Linked DNA regions of Sus scrofa: region 2 is linked to region 1. Evidence: chromatin contacts called from public promoter capture Hi-C data. All regions are on one chromosome and are shown on one strand. Each heading gives the region's core, a stretch centred on a gene start, on an enhancer-like site or on the middle of the called end of the contact. The rest is flanking DNA. Distances are from core to core; before and after follow the strand shown.

The links. Promoter capture Hi-C pulls out the DNA fragments that hold promoters and counts their contacts.
Region 2: a promoter capture Hi-C map of liver shows a contact between it and region 1, with 2.6 times the contacts expected there. The contact joins the promoter of UBP1 here to the promoter of CNOT10 in region 1. A contact is called at or near these places in 1 of 5 promoter capture datasets (liver) and 1 of 2 datasets of contacts at active chromatin or transcription factors (alveolar macrophages).

What each region holds. Positions count from the first base shown.
Region 1 is chr13:18,647,675-18,651,822 of Sscrofa11.1, forward strand. CNOT10 (CCR4-NOT transcription complex subunit 10) reads left to right here and starts at 2,051. Exons shown (of 17, transcript XM_021071550.1): 1 at 2,051-2,334. LOC110256561 (a long non-coding RNA gene) reads right to left here and starts at 1,966. Exons shown (of 4, transcript XR_002338194.1): 1 at 1,879-1,966.
Region 2 is chr13:19,274,711-19,279,051 of Sscrofa11.1, forward strand. It overlaps UBP1 (upstream-binding protein 1), which reads right to left and starts at 1,682. Exons shown (of 15, transcript XM_021071558.1): 1 at 1,047-1,682. The coding sequence starts at 1,159.

The sequences.
Region 1 (4,148 bases), core at 801-3,300:
ACAGACATAAATATATGACTGAATAAGTAACTAAATGAAGGAGAAGAGATGAATTTCCCTTGGAAAAGATAATTTATGTACAGCCTTCCTACAGCAGGAGGTAGAGCTTCACAGCCCTCAACCACTCAACTGTGAGCTGCACTTAATGACTTAAAAGTAGAGAAGCCTGACAAAAATTACCTAAGCCAGGGGATCAAGGTCAACATCACCAAGTCATTGTGATAGTGCCTAGTCTCAATTTGATGCAATGAGAATGGCAAGTCACCCTGTGGTGTTTCTGCTAAAAATCTATAACCCTAGTCTAACCATGAAATAAAAAACAGTGGATGGAGTTCCTGTCATGGCTCAGCAGAAATGAATCTGACGAGTATCTGTGAGGACACAGGTTCAATCCCTGGCCTTGCTCAGTGGGTTAAGGATCCGGTGTTGCTGTGGCTGTGGTGTAGGCCAGCAGCTACAAGTTCAATTTGACTCCTAGCCTGGGAACCTCCATAATGCTATGACTGTGGCCTTAAGAGGACAAAAACAAAAAAACAATTAACCCATTCTTCAAAAACCTTGACTGGTACTCTTCAAAGCTGTCAACGTCATCAAGAACAAGGAAAATCTGGAATTCCCATCCTGGCTCAGTGGTTAACAAATCTGATTAGGAACCATGAGGTTGTGGGTTCAATCCCTGGCCTCGATCAGTGGGTTAAGGATCCGGCGTTGCCGTGAGCTGTGTAGGTCACAGATGAGGCTTGGATCCTGAGTTGCTGTGGCTCTGGCATAGGGTGGTGGCTACAGCTCTGATTAGACCCATAGCCTGGGAACCTGCATATGTCACAGGTGCAGCCCTAGAAGAACACACACACACAAAAAAAAAAAAGAATAAGGAAAATCTGAGAAGCAATAACAGCCAAGAATAGCCTGAGAAAGAATTCCCATAGTGGCCCAGCAGGTAAAGAACCTGACATAGTGTCCATGAGGATGTAGCTTCCTTCCCAGGCCCTTCCCTGTGGGTTAAGGATCTGGCTTGGCCACAAGTTGTGGTGTAGGTCACAGATGGGGCTCAGATCCTTGTGGCTCAGATCTGTCACTGCCCTGGCTGTGGTGTAAGCCTGCAGCTGCAGCTCCATTTAGACCCCTAGCCCAGGGATTTCCATATGCTGCAGATGTGGATGTAAAAAGGAAAAAAAGAATAGCTTATGGAGACATGAATAAATTTAATGTGGTATCCTGGAAAAGATCCTGGAACAGAAAGGGGACCGTAACTGAAAACTGGTGAATGGGAGTCCCTGTCGTGGCTCAATGGTTAACGAATCCGACTAGGAACCATGAGGTTGAGGGTTCGATCCCTGGCCTTGCTCAGTGGTTAACGATCCCGCGTTGCTGTGAGCTGTGGTGTAAGTTCCAGACGCGGCTCGGATCCCACATTGCTGTGGCTCTGCTGTAGGCCATTAGACCCCTAGCCTGGGAACCCCCATATGCCGAGGGAGTGGCCCTAGAAAAGGCAAAAAGACCAAAAAAAAAAAAAAAAAGAAAGAAAGAAAACTGGTGAAGTTGAAAAAAAAATTAATAGTAATATGCTAATGGTGGTTTCTTAGATGTGACAGATGTGTCGTAGTGACTTAATAATACTCAAAACGCTCACAAGAGCTCCATGTATCATTTCTGCAATTTTATATACATCTAAAACTTCTAAAACAAAATGTTTTGTTTTGACTTTAAATGGGGAAGGGAAAGGGCAACAGTGCCTTCTCAGAGATCTGTGAGAAATCAATGAGTATACAAGCCAAGTGCAAGCCTTAAGCTTAGCTAAGCTTAGCCTTAAGCTTAGATGTCAAGTGCAGTTATGTGGTTTTCCGTAAAATGAGGGACAAAAGGGCTGATACTTACGAAGTCTAACCAGGACAAGCACAAACACTAGCGCACAGCTTTCTCCCAGAGGTGCGGTTGAGCGTACTTCCGGACGGGAGCGCGCGCTCACGCTGCGGGGGGCGGGGCGCCGGGGACGCCAGCGTGGGGCGGGACCAGCCGCAGTTCCCACGCCGGCTGCGGCCCCCGGAAGTAGTGTGTCAGGGGACTCGGCGAGGCGGAAGCCGGGCATGGCTGGAGGCGGTGGCACCGCCCTGGCGGAGACGCTGCTGCTGTTGCTAGACTACGCGAGCTAGCCTTCGTCACTTCCTCAGCCCGCCGTCTGCCCACTCCACAGACCGGAACCCGGGGAGTGGGTGCAGACTTTTCCTCCGAGGTCCAGGACAGCGGTCGGCCGGGCAGCTGGAGTGGAGGCCACGCCACCTGCGGGGAAGAACCTGAGCCGAGGCGGGAAGATGGCTGCAGACAAGCCCTCAGGTGAGGTGCCCGCGCCCAGCGATCAGGGTCGAAACGGGACACGCGGGAGCAGGCAGACCCTGCGCTTCGGCGGAGGAGCTCCGGTTGGGGACTGGAGGTTGGGGACTCTAGGGTGACTCTAATTGGGGCGTGCCATTTCTCTCCCCATCCTCTCCCTCTGAGGGGCTAATGTGAGTCTTTGGGCCCGATGTCAGATAGTTTCTTACCAAGTGTGGCGTGAAGCTACTTCTGCCCTCCTTTGCCCCGCTCTCCGGAATAGCTCTGGTTTAAAAAGCTTAAACCTATGTGGCCGCTTCACAGATTTTCTGACTTCCCTTTGGGGAAAGCAGAGCAAGGAAAGTTCACCCTGGAAAAAGAGCTACCTTGATTTCCCCTGGCTCCGGCCAGGACTTCCCTGGCTGGTCACGGCGACATCAGCTTGCCTCTGGTCGGCCACGTCGTATATAATTAGCTTTATGAAAACCATTTATTTAAATGGGAATAACTTTATTGTGTCTCACTTCAGACTCTGCTTTTTAATATCTTGCGTGTGGAACCTGTTTTCCCCTAGTTCCTCAAGACTAATTTATCGTGACGATTTTCTTTATGGATTACTACCCCCTTCCTAAAAATCTTCTCCTTTGAAGAATATAAAATGCTTTCCTGCCTACTTTTGGGATGGTCTGGCCTATGTTTCCTGTAAGAAAATAATGTTCTCTGTGGCATCCATCCAGGTTTTGTTGGAATTTAAATGACAGGACTTAGAAGCAGTCAACACTTAAGATTTTTCACAGTAAAATTATTTTTAAAACTAAAATTAATTTAAAAAAGAAAAAAGGAAATCTCAAATGTAGTGTGTGTTTTAGTATGTCTTGATCTCAATAACTGAGAGTGGATCAGATATGGAAAGGCTCTCTAAGAGGTGACATTTGAACAAAGACTAAAGAGCCAGCCACAGGAAGCAAGAATGATGCAGATAGGTGGAGCAGCAGCTGTACAGACCCCTTGGAAAATGTACAGCAGGAAGACCTGGGAGCATAAGCACCTTGAGGACAGGCACTTTTGTCTGTGTTGGGGTTGTGTGCCGTTTCCAGCACCTGGACCAACTGCTGGCGTATCAGAGCACTCAGCGTATTTTATAGCATAGTGAGCAGAGGAGGTGAGGCAAGAGGCAAAGTCAGAGTTAGGGGGTGGGGGACAGCTTCTGTCAGTCTTTGTGGGCCATGGAAGAAGGTGAAATTTCGCTCTAACTTATGGGGAGCCATTGAGAGATGTCAGCAGTGGTGTCCTGTGAGCTGCTTCATGTTTTAACTGAGCCAAGTGATAAGTGATGAAGAGGTAGGAGGAGGAGGAAGTTTGAAATGAGGCAGCCTAGGAGTTCCCTTAGTGGCTCAGTGGCTAATGAACCGGACTAGGAACCATGAGGATGTGGGTTTGATCCCCGGCCTCGCTCAGTGGGATAAGGATCCAGCATTGCTGTGGCTGTGGCGTAGGCCAGCAGCTGTAGCTCTGATTCAGCCTCTAGCCTGGGAACTTCCACATGCTGTGGGTTTGGCCCTAAAAAGCAAAAAAATAATAAAAATGAAATCGGGAAGCCTAGGTTCAGCCTAGTTGTACCATATGGTATTTGTGTGACCATGGGCAAGTTTTAAGAAACTTTATTTAGGAGTTCCCGTCATGGCGCAGTGGTTAAAGAATCTGACTAGGAACCATGAGGTTGCGAGTTGGATCCTTGGCCTTGCTCAGTGGGTTAACGATCCGGTGTTGCCGTGAGCTGTGGTGTAGGTTGCAGACATGGCTCGGATCCCTCATTGCTGTGGTCCTGGCGTAGGCCG
Region 2 (4,341 bases), core at 432-2,931, 630 kb after region 1:
AAGGAGTGACCTAAGGCTTTCCTTCATGCACTTTCGCACCCCAAGAAAATCTCCACCTTTCAAGCTCAGTTTCCCTTTAAGATTTAAAAACTCAATTATTTCAGGGAGCAGTTCCTATCATCCCAGGCCTGCTCTGACCCAGAAGTCTTTTTTCTTCACGACTTTCATGCTCCCTGTTCTCGACCAGAGCTGCAGTGAGATGTATAAAAGCTACTGGGAAAGTGGACAGCACTTCAAAGACATCAGGCACTACTTTAAAGAACGTATTCGGAAAATCTCACTAAATTCGCATTAACGAAAAGCTGTCAAACCACTGAATTTTACACTTTAATCGGTGAACGCATAGCATATAAACTATATTTCATAAAGTTGCTAAAAGATAAGAAATACAGGGCTGCCAACTGATAGGAAGAGGAAAAAAACGTATTCTTCAGGATAAAGGCAAGAGACTAAGCTCTGATCTATTTCAACTCTTAAAATTAAACAAAATGAATGGCTCCCTGTACAAACAGCAGAGACTAAACAAACTCTCGTTTGTGGTGCGATCACTGCATCTTAAAGCCTTTTTCAAAAGAAAACAGCCTAAGAGGGTAGTTCCCCCCATGAAAAACTTCAAGTTTGAGACAATCAAAAAACATAACTAAATTAATGTGCTCTTCTCCCCCGTGGCTACTTCCACAAACGATATAATTACTACTGGAATATCAAATGATTAAACTTGCCACCAGAGAAGACTACAATGTAAAACCGAGTAGCAACTGACAGCAAAACCTCGGAGAGTGTATTCCCAATAGAAATCCTACCATTTCGTGCACCGTATTCCAGCTCTAAGTGGCTTGTAAATCACTTGCAAGGGAAGGAAGCCCCTTCCCCCCTACTCAAGCCACCCCAACGCGGGGCGTATTTTATACCAAAAATGCCGCCCTCAGTCCCCCGGCACCGCGGAGGGCAGAGGCCCGCGGTGCTCCATGGCGCCGGACAGAGGCCCAGGGTCGTGAAGGCCTTTCCCAAGGAGACAGTGGCTTAGCCCGACCGCGCACGAGTACCTCATGCTGTAGGCGCCGGCGCCCAGCTCCTGCCCGATGCCCGAGAGGCTGGCGTCGAAGTCGTGCACCAGCCCAGACTCGATCACCTCGTCCATCTTGAGCACCCAGGCCATCTTCCGGCCTCGCCGCCGCCCGGCGCGCAGCGCGGCCTCCGCAAGCGGGGCGAAGAGGCCGGAGCTCCGCGGGCGCGTCCTGGGGGAGGGCGCGGGTGAAGCCTCCGGCGGCGCGGCGAATGGTCACCAGCGGCGACCCGGGCAGCGTCCGGAACAAGAGCAGCCGGGGCCCCGCGGGCAGGGAGCGGCGAGCCCGGCGAGCAGCTGCAGCGGGAGCGGCCGGGCCGCCGGCAGCGCCTCCCTCCCGCGGGCGCCGGCCCCGCGCCTCATGCCGCCGCCGCCCACCCCCTGCGCCGCTAGCGCTGCCAACGCCGCCGCCCGCCCCGCCCCGAGGCCCCTGGCCGCATCCTCCCCTGGACCGCGCGGGGGCGGGAGCTCAGCCCGCCCGTCACCCGACCCCCGGCCTCGACCCTCGGCCCGCCCGCCCAGGCTCTAGCGTCCCGCCGCCCCGGCCAACCCCGCCGACGCCGCTCCGTCGGCCCAGATGCTGGCTTCGCTATGGCTCCGGCTGGAGCTCGCTCCCCGCTTCCGCCTCCTCCGGCCCCACCCCGGCCGCGCCCCCGCCCCCGCGCTCGCCCGGGGCTCAGGCCCGCCCCGCACCGCCGGGGATTTCGCGGCACTCCCGGAGCTTAGCGGTGGAGGAACTGTCGCGCCGCGCAGCACGGCCCCGCCCACGCCGCAGGTTCCCAGCCCCCGCGGCCGGGCGGCCTCCCTGCACACCACCCCCAGGAAGAGGCGGGGCCAAAAGGGCCGGCCGTTTCCGCCCATCCAGAAAAGCGGGCTGACTGACAGGCGAACTGAACAATAATGGCAGGTGCCTGGTCTAGGCTCCCGTGAGTCTCTGCCCTGTACTAAAAAACCAATCAAATTCTTCTTCCTCCTGGGCGGGCTCAAGGACCAAATTTGCTGTCAAAAGAAAGAGTTCATTGAGTTGAACTGGAGGAAGCCTCCATACTTGTGAAGGTGCTTTGATCCCGTGTGGTCTTTGTGGGTAGTTTCTGGGGTTTTGCCCACGCTATAGATGGAGAAAGCAGTTGTGAGTTTAGCCAATAGACTCACACCCTGTCTTGGGAACTAAGAGACTTATTGGGCAAAAAGTCTTGACTGACCTGAAAGCAAGCCAATCAATGCTCCCTAGAAAGGGCTCCGGAAAGTTCCTTCAACAGCTTATTGCCCTGAGCAGTTAGGCTAGTTAAAGCGGGCGTTCAGTAGCAGGAACAGTGGGCAGTTGTGCTGTTGTTGCTGTTCAGGATTCTGGGGTTCCCTGGGCTTAGGCGATTCTCACCCAGGGTCTCTCCTGTGAGTGCGGTCAGGTGGCTGAGGCTAAAGTCTTGTCAAGACTTCGATACTCAAGCTTATTGGATGCTGGCTGTGGACTGGGACCCCACTTGGGCCTGTTGGAAAGCCTACACAGGCCTTTCCACGAGGTCTTGACTTCCTTCATAGCGTGGCAGCTGGGCTCCAAAATCAAGTGTCTCAAAAGACGGGCAGTAGAAGCTGCTGGGTTTTTAGGACAAAGATTCTTTGCTTGACCAAACTTTAGTCAAGCTCTTGATCTTCTCCTAGTCCTATCTGAGCCCTTACTTTGTAAAATTCAATTTTAGCAAGAAAGTGTAGGTACACTCTATTTGCATATCTGATCAGGTTCTTAGCCTTCACCATCCCCCAGGTGATGTCTGATCATCCTGGCTTGCCTTCAACAAAAAAATCTTGTTACTTGGGTTTAACAAAAAACACCACTACCCTGTTGTTTCTCTTAGTAATTTTCCATCTGCTGACGCCCTCCCTATTCCCTTTACCATGCTTTATTTGGGATTGAGTCCAGTCTCCCCCACTGCAAATCCCACTGCAGTGCTCTCTGTACCTGTAGGAATGGTCCTAAATAAAGTGTGCCTTACCATCTTTTTTTTTTTTTTTTTTTTTTTTTTTTTTGTCTTTTTGCCTTCTCTAGGGCGGCTCCTGTGGCATATGGAGGTTCCCAGGCTAGGAGTCTAATCGAGCTGTAGCCACCGGCCTATACCAGAGCCACAGCAACTTGGTATCCCAACCACCTCTGCAACCTACACCACAGCTTATGGCAAGGCGGGATCCTTAACCCACTGAGCAAGGCCAGGGATCAAACCTGCAACCTTATGGTTCCTAGTCAGACTCATTAACCACTGTGCCACGATGGGAACTCCATGTGCCTTACCATCTTTAACAAATGTTGAAAAATTTTTTTTGGGCTGCTTGGGGCTGCATGTGCAAGTTGCAGGGACAGAACCTGCACTGCAGATGCTACCTGAGCCACAGCTGCAGCATCACCAGATGCCTAATCCAATGCACCACTTGGGAACATACTGAATTTTTTTTCTTTAACACTTCTTTTCTGGAAACTGATAGAGCATCTTTATTCTACACTGTATTCTATTAGTCAAACAGCCACAGGATCACATTGGGAAGAAAGTTAAATAATTTGGGGCTCATGTTTTAAAGCTTCCAGAATCCACCCTCAGGACACAATGTTTTACATTCTTTCCACATGCAGTATACACTCATCCCTTCCCCAGACCCCTGTAAAATTTTCATTCCATCATAGCATTAATGTCCAGAATCTTGTGAGGTCCTTGAGTAGATGAAGCTCTTGGATGCAGTTTCTTGAGTGTAAGTCCAGTGGGTCCCTCTGGGTAGGAAGGTCTGTGCATTAAAAAGACAAGGACTCTGGAGTTCCTGCTGTGGCACAGTGGGTTAAGGATTCGACTGCAGAAGCTCAGGTTGCTGTGGAGATGCCCGTTTGACCACTGACTCAGGAAATTCCATATGCCATGGGTGCAGCCAAAAGAAAAAATAAAAAATAGACAAGGGATCTGTACCTACCAAGAGCATGTTCATAACACTCGAGAAGGAGAGAAGCATGGGAAACTGTGCATCTATGGGCATTTCCCTTCAGACAGGAGTGAAATAGGAAGTTCCCTTGTGGCTCAGGGGTTAAGGACCTGGCATTGTCACTGCTGTGGCAAGGGTTTCATCCCTGGCTCAGGAACTTAGGCATGCAGGCAGGCATGGCCAAAAATAAAGAGTTTTAGTGGCTCTTTCCTCCATCCACTGGGCTCTTAGCTCCACCTTCGAGTTATCCTTCCAGTACTATAAAAAGTAGCCCATGTTCTCTCAGCTTCCTCCTGTCTGTAGTTGTGCAGGAGTCT